2 separate regions of the Mus musculus genome follow, and region 1 is linked to region 2. The links are chromatin contacts, called in public Hi-C maps. All regions are on one chromosome and are shown on one strand. Each heading gives the region's core, a stretch centred on a gene start, on an enhancer-like site or on the middle of the called end of the contact. The rest is flanking DNA. Distances are from core to core; before and after follow the strand shown. Region 1 has its middle 9.3 kb from the start of Gm13348. Region 2 overlaps 4921504E06Rik (RIKEN cDNA 4921504E06 gene).

What was found. Hi-C and Micro-C count contacts between places; a contact is called where the count stands out from the background.
Region 1: a Hi-C map of B cells shows a contact between it and region 2, with 1.8 times the contacts expected there. The contact joins two enhancer-like sites. A contact is called at or near these places in 3 of 39 promoter capture datasets (the C10 cell line, liver and stem cell-derived epiblast-like cells), 5 of 484 Hi-C or Micro-C datasets (B cells, Th1 cells, centrocytes and 2 more) and 2 of 115 datasets of contacts at active chromatin or transcription factors (CD8 T cells and large pre-B cells).

The regions. Positions count from the first base shown.
Region 1 is chr2:19,624,866-19,630,576 of GRCm38.p6, forward strand. No RefSeq gene overlaps it. Among named protein-coding and RNA genes, the nearest start is that of Gm13348, 9.3 kb to the right of the region's middle. Within about 2 kb of position 2,301, at least 77 of the 459 cell types and tissues checked have an H3K27ac peak or open chromatin away from gene starts, as enhancers often do. A contact at or near this core is called in B cells and centrocytes, where this site is marked.
Region 2 is chr2:19,528,053-19,533,716 of GRCm38.p6, forward strand. The region is part of intron 4 of 4921504E06Rik (RIKEN cDNA 4921504E06 gene); the gene reads right to left. Among named protein-coding and RNA genes, the nearest start is that of 4921504E06Rik, 23 kb to the right of the region's middle. Within about 2 kb of position 1,534, at least 5 of the 459 cell types and tissues checked have an H3K27ac peak or open chromatin away from gene starts, as enhancers often do. A contact at or near this core is called in B cells and centrocytes, where this site is marked.

The sequences.
Region 1 (5,711 bases), core at 1,051-3,550, 98 kb after region 2:
GGGTCTTCAGTTCTATATCATTGATCTACCTGCCTGTCTCTGTACCAATACCATGCAGTTTTTAATCACAATTGCTCTGCAGTACAGCTTGAGGTAAGGCATGGTGATTCCACCAGAGGTTCTTTTATTGTTGAGAATAGTTTTTGCTATCCTAGGTTTTTTGATATTCCAGATGAGTTTGCAAATTGCTCTTTCTACCTCTGTGAAGAATTGAGTTGGAATTTTGGTAGGGATTGCATTGAATCTGTAGTTTGCTTTTGGCAAGATAGACATTTTTACTATATTAATACTGCCAATCAATGAGCATGGGAGAGCTTTCTATCTTTTGAGATGGTCTTTGATTTCTTTCTTCAGAGACTTGAAGTTCTTATCACACTGATCTTTCACTTCTTGATTAGAATCACACCAAGGTATTTTACATTATTTGTGACTATTGTGAAAGGTGTTGTTTTTCTAATTTATTTCTCAGCCTGTTTAACCTTTGTGTAGAGAAAGGCCACTGATTTGTTTGAGTTAATTTTATATCCAGCTACTTCACTGAAGTTGTTTATCAGGTTTAAGATTTCTCTGGTAGAATTTTGGGGTCACTTATGTTGAAAGAAAGATGAAACTTCAAGACCTATAAGTCATACAAAGTACTCAGAAATTGCTAGTTGTTTGTGAGCCTAGAGGCTGCCTGGGACTGAGAATAAAGAAAAACAAACCCGGGCATGCCCTGTAGTTAAAACATTCCTGGGAATAGCTTGACCATAAAGATAAAGAGGAATGTGAGGACATAACAGGGCTATCTGAACTGAGTCCACAACTCACAGAACCCTGACACCCTGACCTGCACGTATTCTTTTGCTGATGTTTGAATAAGCCAATAGTGTGTCGCTGCTGAGTTCCCCATCCCTAAGCCCTTTACCCCATAAAAACCCCTAGCTTTCGAGCCTCAGGGTCTATTCTACTGTCTCCTGCATGAGATACATTTCGACCAGGAGCTCCGCCATTAAACTACCTCATGTGTTTGCAGCAAGAAGGATTCTTGTGTTTCTTTGGGTGTGCTTTCTCTCCTGAGACTAGAGTGGGGGTCCCCGAAAGGGGGTCTTACAATGTATACTATCATATCATGGAATACCCAAGATACAATTTGCAAAACACATGAAACTCAAGGAGAAGACCAAAGTGTGGATACTTCGATCCTTCTTAGAAGGGGGAACAAAATACCGATGAAAGGAGTTACAGAGACAAAGTTTGGAACACAGACTGAATGAATGACCATCCAGAGACTGCACCACTTGGGGATCCATCCCATAAACAACCACCAAAACCAGACACTATTGTGGATGCCAACAAGAGCTTTCTGACAGGAGCCTGATATAGCTTTCTCCTGAGAGGCTCTTCCAGTGCCTGGCAAATAAAGAAGTGGATGCTCACAGCCATCCATTGGACAGAGCACAGGATCCCCAGTGAAGGAGCTAGAGAAAGTACCCAAGGAGCTGAAGGTTTTGCAGTTCCCTAAGAGGAACAACAATATGAACTAACCAGTATCTCTAGAGCTCCCTGGGACTAAACCACCAACCAAAGAAAACACATGGTGAGACTCATGGCTCTAGCTGCACATGTAGCAGAGAATGGCCTAATTGGTCATCAATGTGAGAAAAGGCCCTTGGTCCTGTGAAGATTCTATGCCCCAGTATAGGGAAATGCCAGGACCAGGAAGCAAGAGTGGGTGCATTGGTAAATAGGGAGAGGGGGAGGGGGTAGGAGGATTTCAGAGGGGATACTAGGAAAGGGGATAACATGTAAAATGTAAATAAAGAAAATAAATATCTAAACAAACAAAAAATCCAAAAGATAAGCAAAACCAAACAAAACAATATTTGTTATGAGGTGATAGCAGCCAGCCAGCTTGCTAAGTGGTAGCTTAAGAAAATATGGGCTTTTTCTGCATGCTTAAAAAGCATACTTGTTCATTCAATTAAGCCAGTTTATTTTGGTTTATTATTGAATAAAAAGAAAGCCAATAGTGAGTACCTTTTTCCTTAGAGGATTTGTTACAAATTGTTTTAATATGGGCAAAAAATTTTTGTTTCCTGAGTTCATTTTTCCCCTTGGTATCAGATAATGTCAGATAGACTGTATTGAAATAGGAAGACCATCAACTTTTGTCTTCATTCTCATGGTCACAAGTAATCAATAAATGCTTGCAGTTGCCAAGCAGAGAGAATTCAATGTCCCAAAGCCTGGGATGAACAGACCACAGTTTTAGCAATATGAGTTGGCTCCTCGTTTACACTGAGTCAGCGGTGATGTCCCCAGCTCTTCCCAAAGGGAAGGTCCGACCGAGTCAATGACACATGTGGCATGTTAGTCTCTGACCTCACTGGAACAGCTCGAGACAGAGTACAACCTCTCTCTCTCTCTCTCTGCAAATAGAGAAGTGGGAATTTAAAAACAGTTAAAAACCCGAGCCACACAGGAAAAGAGAAGTTGCTGTTTCTACTCACTCTTTTGAGTTTTGTTTTCTAACTTTAGGTCTGGAGGAGTGAGAAGCTTAAAATGGGGGGAGAAATGGCATTCAGATGAGGAGGGAGGGAGTGAGGGAGAGAGAGAAAGAGAGAGAGAGAGAGAGAGAGAAGATATAATTTTTGGAGGGTGGATTTTAATGTGTGGTAAATCCTTACTTTACAGTTCATCACAGTGAGGAGGCTAGGGCACCTTAGGAAATGCTAATATAAGAAAAACATGACTATACCAAAAGGATTGACCCAGAGCCTAATCATGCTGAAAGCTGCCTCAGTTGGATTCTAATGCTGGAGTCATAAACCCTAAGCCCCAGATGAAGCAACAGGCAAAAAAAAAAAAAAAAAGTTTTTTATTTGTTTTTTTTTTTTTTTGAGATAGGGTTTCTCTGTGTGTCCCTGGCTGTTCTTGAACTCAATCTGTAGAACAGGCTGGCCTCTTATAAAGAGATCCTCCTGCCTCTGCCTGCCAAATCCTGGGATTAAAGGCATGCACCATCACCACGAAGCTGCAGCGTGTAAATTTAAGTATCTGTCTTTTTGGCTTTTTTTTTTTTTAATGAGGAAATGAGGAAGGGTCATGCTTATTCACTATATGCAATATACAGCTATATGCAACGAATGTTAATTTGATTTAAGAGCTTTAACCAGTTAAAGGAATGGGACACACTTTGAGAAAGGAGGCAAGAATAAAAGACATTTGCGGAAGAGGGAGAGGAAAACAATGAGTCATGAAGACAGAAGCTGGTAGAGAAGACAGACACACTAGGAGGAGAAAGGAATCGTGAAACAGTAACTGAGACTTGGGGAAAGTGACTGTCATCAGTTACCAAACTATAGGCTGATCCTATACCACAGACTCTCTATGAAACAGCCTTTAGGGGTGTAGCTCCCATACCACCAAGTTCCCCAGTTCAAGTGGCACAGTCAGCATTTTCTAATGTATTTACAGTCACAGAACTACTGCCACAATCTTAGTTTAGAACATGTTTACCATTGAGAAACCTATCCGTTAGTAATCTCTCCCCACTTCCACATTCTCCCTCCAGACTTAGGCACTTAACCACTAAATTTACATTTCTCTATTTGCCTGTTCTGAGCATAGGGTAAGTAGGATCCTGCAAATGTTATCTGTGACTTCAGTCATTTAGCAGTTTTCTGGGATTCATCTACATAGCACATTGACTCATGTCCCATTGTGAGGCATGCTCATATTCTACTACATATCTGTTCAGTGGTTGATGAATTTTGAGTTGCTACAAACAATGCCTGCATATACACTGGTGTCTGAATTTTTGTGTACAAATATTCTTTCATATCTTCTGTGTTTATACCTAGGAGATTTTTCTCAGTCACGTGACTCCACATTTGTCACTTTAAACAGCTGCCTAGTTCTCTTCTACGGGAGCTGCATTACCCTAACAGGTCTAGTTTCTAAGATTTTTACATGCTAATCAGCAATTGTTGCTGCCTTTGTAATTTTACTGAGATATAATTTAAACACGATACATGGAAGTATACTTACTTCCACAGTGGTCTTTATTAAGAGCGGTCAACACAATGTTCACTGATCCTCATAATCACAGAAGAAACCCGTACTCCTTAGCTGTCCCTCTGATAGCCACCAACTACTCCTTCCCATAGCAACGATAGGAACTAAGGTATCTTGCTTCTATCTTTCTGTTTCTGTTTTGTTTTTCATTTGGTTTGGTTTGGTGACAGATGTTCAGTGGCTAAATGCTGGATGTCATTGTGGTTTTGATTGTGCTTTCCTGAAGAAAAGTGAAGGCTCTTTCTCCCTGATTACTCCCGAAGGCCATGTTTCCCTTCTAGAAAAGTATATCAAATTCTTTAGCCACTTTTCAAGCCTGGGTTGTCTTCTTGGTGGCTTGAGAGGGTTCTCCACACCTTTCTGGACAAGTTTCTTAGCAATTGCTCGGATTGACAAAATTGTCTCCCACTCTGTGCTTTCTTCCCACTTGGTCAATTCACTCTTTTGATCACTTGATTACTCTGAATTTCTCCCTTTGAAAACTGCCAAATAGGGGCTGGGAATGGCCTAGTGATTAATGAGGGGTGGGGGTAGCTCACTAATTGATAAGGGGCTGGAGGACGTCTCAGTGATAAGGGATGTGTCTTGTTCTTGCAGAGGACTTGAATTAGGGTCCCAGAATTCACACTAGGTAGCTCTCAACTGCCTGTAACTCCAGCTCTGATCTCTGTGGGCACCTGTGCTCATGAGTACACGGACCAGCCACCCCCACATATATACATAATTAAAAATAAGCCTTAAAAATTACAAAGAAGTGCCAAATAGTTTTCTTCTGTTTTGACCACTGGAGATTAGAAGTATGAGAGGTAAATCTGGGGTATAAAAGTTCACTCAAGGAGTATTCTAAATTAAGCATGATAGAATTACTTGGCTACTTATAGGTCTATATTTTAAAGATGCTGAGACTTGCTCCTTTTAGTTGTGAGTACATGTGTGAGTATTTGTCCACCTTTGAAAGACAGGATGGATGGAAGGTTAGCTACATTTTTTTAAGTCCAAAAGGGAGCTGGAGAGATGGCTCAGATGTTAAGAGCACAGGCTATTCTTTAAAAACCCAGGTTTCATTCCTAACATCTATTTGTCAACTCACAACTGCCTGTAACTTCACTTCTAAGAGATCCTATAACCTCTTTGGTCCTCCTCAGGCACCAGGCATGCACATGATATGCAATTCCCACCACACACACACACACACTCATTCGCCCACACACAACACACTTGCACAATACACAATTTTTCAAAAAGAATTTACTCTCTAAAATATGCAAATGCTAATTATAGTTACTATATTGTGGTTGTTTAAACAAAGGTTAAATTAACCACAGATCATCCTTTTATAACATTGTAACCCATCCTTTTAGCAGTCTTGTATTTCAAGCACATTTGTTGAAGATGTTCTTTGTGGAGAAAGATATCAAATTTATAAATGTCTACATGTCTTTAACCTGCTACTAAGAATGAATGAGCCAGGAGTGATGGCCCAGGCCTTTAATCCCAGCATTCCAGAGACAAAGGCAGGTGGATCTCCGTGAGTTCAATGCCAGGCTGACTAAACAGTGAGTTCTAGGACAGCCATAGATATGAATGATAATAACATAATACGTATAATAATTTCTTTGAATATGCCTTCTTTCCCCCATTTTAGAGGTCAC
Region 2 (5,664 bases), core at 284-2,783:
CAAGATTGAATTTTTATATGTAAACTATAATGGTTAAACCTCCACAATTCATGAATACATTTCTGAACCATGAAACTTCAATAAAAGTGAAAAACAGGAAGTTTGTTGATGATGGAATGACCACTCCCAAATTATTTTATTTTATTAGAAAGGATGAAAAAGCTATAAAAATCATAAAGAAGAAAAAAATAAAACAAACTTGCTAGATCACTTGCCTAGCTGTAAGGTCTTGGATTGCATCCCAGCACACACACACACACACACACACACACACACACACACACTCAAAGGCACATGCACACATACAGTATTAGTTTAAAAAGCACTATAATTCCAAAGGGTAAATAGACTGTTTCATTTGTTAGTTTGAGAAGACCTGTCTGGCCTAGAACTAGCTGTGTATACCTGTCTGGATTCAAATTCATAGAGATTGCAAACCTCTGCCTCTCAAGTCTGAGATCAAAGGCTGTGCTACCACACCAGACTAGTTTTTGTTGTTTAAATATAGTTTTCATATAGGGCCACAAAATATCTAGACTTGAAGGGAGTCTAAGTTATCAATGAAGGACATATCACAAGTCATGGCAAAAGGAAAATATCCAGTAAATGGCATTCTAATATGATGCTTATTAGTTTGAAAGCTGGCGATGGCATTCCCTTATCCCTCTGTTCTACAAGTTGTCTAAATACCTAAGTTCTTGTATTAAATTCCCATGTGAAAAACTGAGAGTGGTTTCATTTTTTTACCAGAACTACAGCAAAATAATACCTTCCTGAAAGAAAAATATAAGTATGATATGAATGTTTAAAGTTTTCTTTTTGCCAATAAAACAACATAATATCTCACACAAATTAAAAGTTAAGTTTAGAACCATGAGCTGGGAGAAGTAACGACACCCTTAACTGGTCTCTAGGGGGCAGCAAAGAGCTGGTTACTCTTGTAGGTGGTTAAAATGTCAAGGCTCACCTGTTTCCATATGACTAAGCCTGAGCAAAGTAGGTGGCCAGGAATAACAAGGCTTGTGAGGTCATGAGTCAAATCAAAGCTAACAAGCCCAAGAGAAGATTCAAATAATGACTTTATCTTAACCTAATATAAAGAAATGTTTTCATCTGATAAAGCACCTAACCACAACTAATGTGGTTTAGTTAAATATGGTGAACTAGCACATGTTTATGAAAAGTTGGTAACAGGCAGAATTTAGCTACTTCCTTTTTCCACTCCCAGAAATAGAAATTGTACTTATGAAAAGCAATGGTCATTATTCTGTCGTATTTTTGAACATTTGATGTATATTAGAAGAAGACATGAATGATAATTAATACCTGTTCTAATAAACCATAAATGTTTGAATTACTCTTACTATAAACAAAAATTCCAGAGAATTCTTGTGTGTGTGTGGGGGGGGTTGGGGGGGTGGGTGCACACTGGTATGTATTGCACATTGGTGTGTGTGTAAAATGGTGTGTATGTATGTGGGTGCACAGTAGTGTTTGTGGGAGGACGCACAGTTATGGGTGTGTGGGGAGGTGCACTGATGTGTGTGCTTAAGTGCTCGCTGGTGTAAGTGTGGGTTGCACATTGGTGTGTGTGGTGGTGCATACTGGTGTGTGTGAGTGAAAGTGCACACTGGTGTTTGTGAGGGGATGCACACTATTATGTGTGTGTGGGGGAGGTGTGTTGATGTGTGTTTTTAAGTGCATGCTAGTGTGTATGTGTGTGGGTGCACACTGGTGTGTGTGTGTGTGTGTGTGTGTGTGTGTGTGTGTGTGTGTGTGTATTGCACATTGGTATGTGTAGGTGGGTGCATATTGGTGTGGGGTAGGAGTGGTGCACACCAGTGTTTATGTCAGGGGTTGGGAGAGAGTGCACACAGGTCCCATGCAGATGCCAAAGAAGAGTATTCTGGGTTCTACTCTGTCACTCTCTGCTTTCTCAGTTTGAGAGAGTCTCTTATTGAACCTGGTGACCCAGGAGCCTCAGCAGTCTTCCTTTCTCTACTTTCAACTACAGAAGGGCTCACAGCTACTCTGAACTTCTTACAGAAGTGCTGGGATCTCCACTTAGGTTCTCAGACATGTACATTATCCCCATTACACTATCTTTCAGGTCCTGGAGGAGAATTCTATGGCATCGGGTTCCAGCTCCCTACCGACCATAGAGAAAAGACAAGGAGTCTTTGTAAGAGTGTCCTATTAAAGGTGGGACAACTCAGGGGCATGGGTGGCCTTTCACTGTAGAAAATACCCACCTTGAACTCTTTACCCACCCCACACTTCCAGTACCTGCATGGAAACTGGCTGTAAGAATAAAAATGGCAAGGAAAGAAAAATCAAAAACAAAAACAAATGCCTTCTGAGTCACTTTCTCCTGACGCTCACACACCTGTGTCGTCTAAAACACACTCCAGCCGAGGATTCCATTCATTCAGCACAGAACCAGAGTCTCACAGAAGCAAATGCAAACATTCTCTGAAGAAACCTCCCTCAATCCCAGGGTTCAAAGGACTCTCAGAAGAGCAGAAATTCATAGTTAAAAATTATAAAGTTCAAAAGCATGTACCATCTAGTTCTTGTGAGAGCCAATACTTGCCAGACCCTCAAACATGGAAGATTTGTAAAGTATGAAGGACAAACTATAAGTGTATGTAAATGTACTAATGCATAATAAAAAGGTGATCTGAGAGCTGGAGACAACTCTTTTAAGAGCTGAGCAAGCACGAGGACCTGAGGTCAGATCTGTAGCACCCATGTAAAAGCCTGGCCCAGTGTATGTATCTCTGACTCCACCATGTGGGCACAGACAGATTTCTAGGGCCTGCTGGTCAGCCAACAGAGCTGAAAAAAAATGTCAAATTTTAGTTTTCCCGAGTGATTAAGCAGAAGATGATGAAAGTAGAACTCTTCACATCCTTCTCTGGTTTTTGCATAGGCATAAATAAGTGCACACATAAAACAGACATGGATCTCTGATCATGTCCCATCTTCTTCACATGCTATTAGATGTGGGGAACAATTTTGCTCAACTATTTTTGCCTAACCAGCACTCCTCCTTCTGGGTTGGCCTCTCCTTAACATTATGTCTTGGGTTGGGTGTGGTTCTAGACTGGCTTGAGGAAGGGACTAATACAAATAAGTTAGATTTCTTTTGCTTGCCAACAAAAAAATATTCTAATATATGCTTGCATAACTGTCTGCCCAGACTCCCATTAGATTTCTTGCCCACCAAGTCTGAGCTATTTCTGTAACTATTTCAAATAAGACATTGGACAAAGGAGGACAGGTGCAACCTTCAGAGGGAGACATCATGAAAGGATTTGTTCACTAAGTCCCTTAATTTTATACCCAGCACAGGTATTACCTACTCAGGGATGTCTTCACAAAGTTAGCAGCAGAAATAGCTGTTCATTTGTGATAGTCCCATAAATCCTACTATATATGTTTATCTCTGCACACTTATATTTTGTGATTTATTTATGGTCTCCCTCTCTGCTTACGCCTACCTCATCTTCCTTCACAATGTCAGTATCTGGCGTATCATACCAGAGAGCATTCATTTGAAGATACTGTATGCCAAGATTTTATTTACTTAAAGATACATTTCCTGTGCAATTTCTTTCTTGCTTTGCTTTAGATGTATCAAAATAATTAAGATTATTTACACTATTTATTGTGTGAAAGTTATTTGATTTTTGACTCCCAGAATGGGAATTTCATGATTCAACATAACAAATATGAATAGTGGCTATGGAGGTTATGAAGGCATTTCATCTTGTACTTGGTCAGCAGGCAGAAGGCTGTGAGCCCAAATGCTAATATAGGATCATGATAGACAGAGAAACACAGCATCACTAAGACAGGAGGACTATGAGTATGTGCAACGACCTACTTTACACTTAGATTTTACCCACTATGGTCTGGGTACTATTCTAAATGCCTTGTAAAGTTCAATCTGTGTTACTCTTGGAGCATGTTGGTCTAGCTGGTACGGACCATCATTAGTCTCATTTTACAGCAGAGAGAACAGAAGCAAACTGTTTAAGTACTTTACCTAAAGTCACATAGCAATTAAGCGGTAAAGCCAGGATTTGAACCCAGGCAGTTTACTTCCATAGTACTTTCTCTAAAACATTCAGTTTGTTGACTCTTAACTAATCCATGTAAGTAGAAAACAATCAGAAAAGTAATCTATCTGACAAATACAATCAAGAAATTGCATGTTACTGTGAATATAAGGATCCAGGTCTATTTCTATTTATCAGTTAATGGCATAACACACTTTCTAACAGATAGTGACATAAAAGACTGCTACTTACAATGAGGATTGACATTCTGGCTTAGGGAATAATGTCATCAATGGCAGAGTGGTCTTTGTCTCTGTTCCATAGGGTTTTAACTCATGGTAGCTTGTGGGAAAACTCTGCTAATTAAAGTTGAAGTCTACCATGACCTGATAGCTCATCTGAGCTTGGCACAAAATGAAGGACTCCCTTTACTAGCAGGGCTTTGGGCATCCCCTTCTCTGACCTTGTCTGAGGATCCATGATTGGGGAACATGACTGGGTCTGGGTTAGTAAGAATGACTCAGCCATTGAGCTGCTAAGGGTGTGTTAAAATAGATGGTTGCGCATGCACACGCGTGTGAATGTGTGTCTTTCATCCGTGAATTCAAACCAATTGGGTGGGTGTAGAGGAGGCACAAGCACTTACAGAGACTTTAGAGCAGATTGATTTAATATCGCATCAGCAGCTCATCTGGTGATGCTATTGACCAGACCTGAATTCTGGTGTCTGCATCATTGCTACAAAGAAAGCTAGGGTAGAAATAATGTTTTCAGATTCTATAAAAGTGCAAATGCTTCCGTGAGTTTAAAGAGGAGGAGAGGATGTGCAGCTGGTGAGAATGATTGAAAAGCAAGCAACACCAACAGCCACAGATATCCACTCATGATTACTGACTGATGGTTAATGATAAGTCATGCACAGAGCTACAAGGAGAGAATGGCCACACCAGTGAGAGAGCCATCATCCTTATCTTCTATCACAGAATATGTAGTTACACAGTTAAATACAGATGTGCCAAATGCCATGCAAACAGACATGATCAGTGAGCCAATCATCCATTAGTATAATAATTATTAGTATAAATAATTATTCACTGAAGTATATTGAAATGCAAGATGAGATTGTAGATGTAAATAAAACAGTGAGGCATAAGGTACTTACTGAGTCTAAAAGTCATCTTTGAAAGTGTGTATTTTTCCACTCCGTGCAGGAATGAAGCACCATATTTGGCACACAGTCGTATCCTTCATCCGGAAGGTTACTTTATCAAGGGCCAGAGGCCAGTCACTAGTATTCATGACACACCTTTTGAACACTTGTCTTATGAATATCTGACCTTCTTCTATTTAGTTGCTTCTTCACCAAGGAACTTTGGATGATTTGGGTACTTGCCCAGGTGCTCAGGAAATGAGATGCAAGTTTCCAGTTTCTAGAAAGGTTTGGCTGTCATTGTGCGGTGGTATTTTTGGGTACATTTAACGTGAGCATGAACAGCCTAAGCCAGAATTCTCTGAGATGACTTGAGATTTTGGAAAACATACCTTCAAAGCTAAAAAGTACAGACTGGGAAATCAAGGTGAGCTCCACTCCTGGCACATT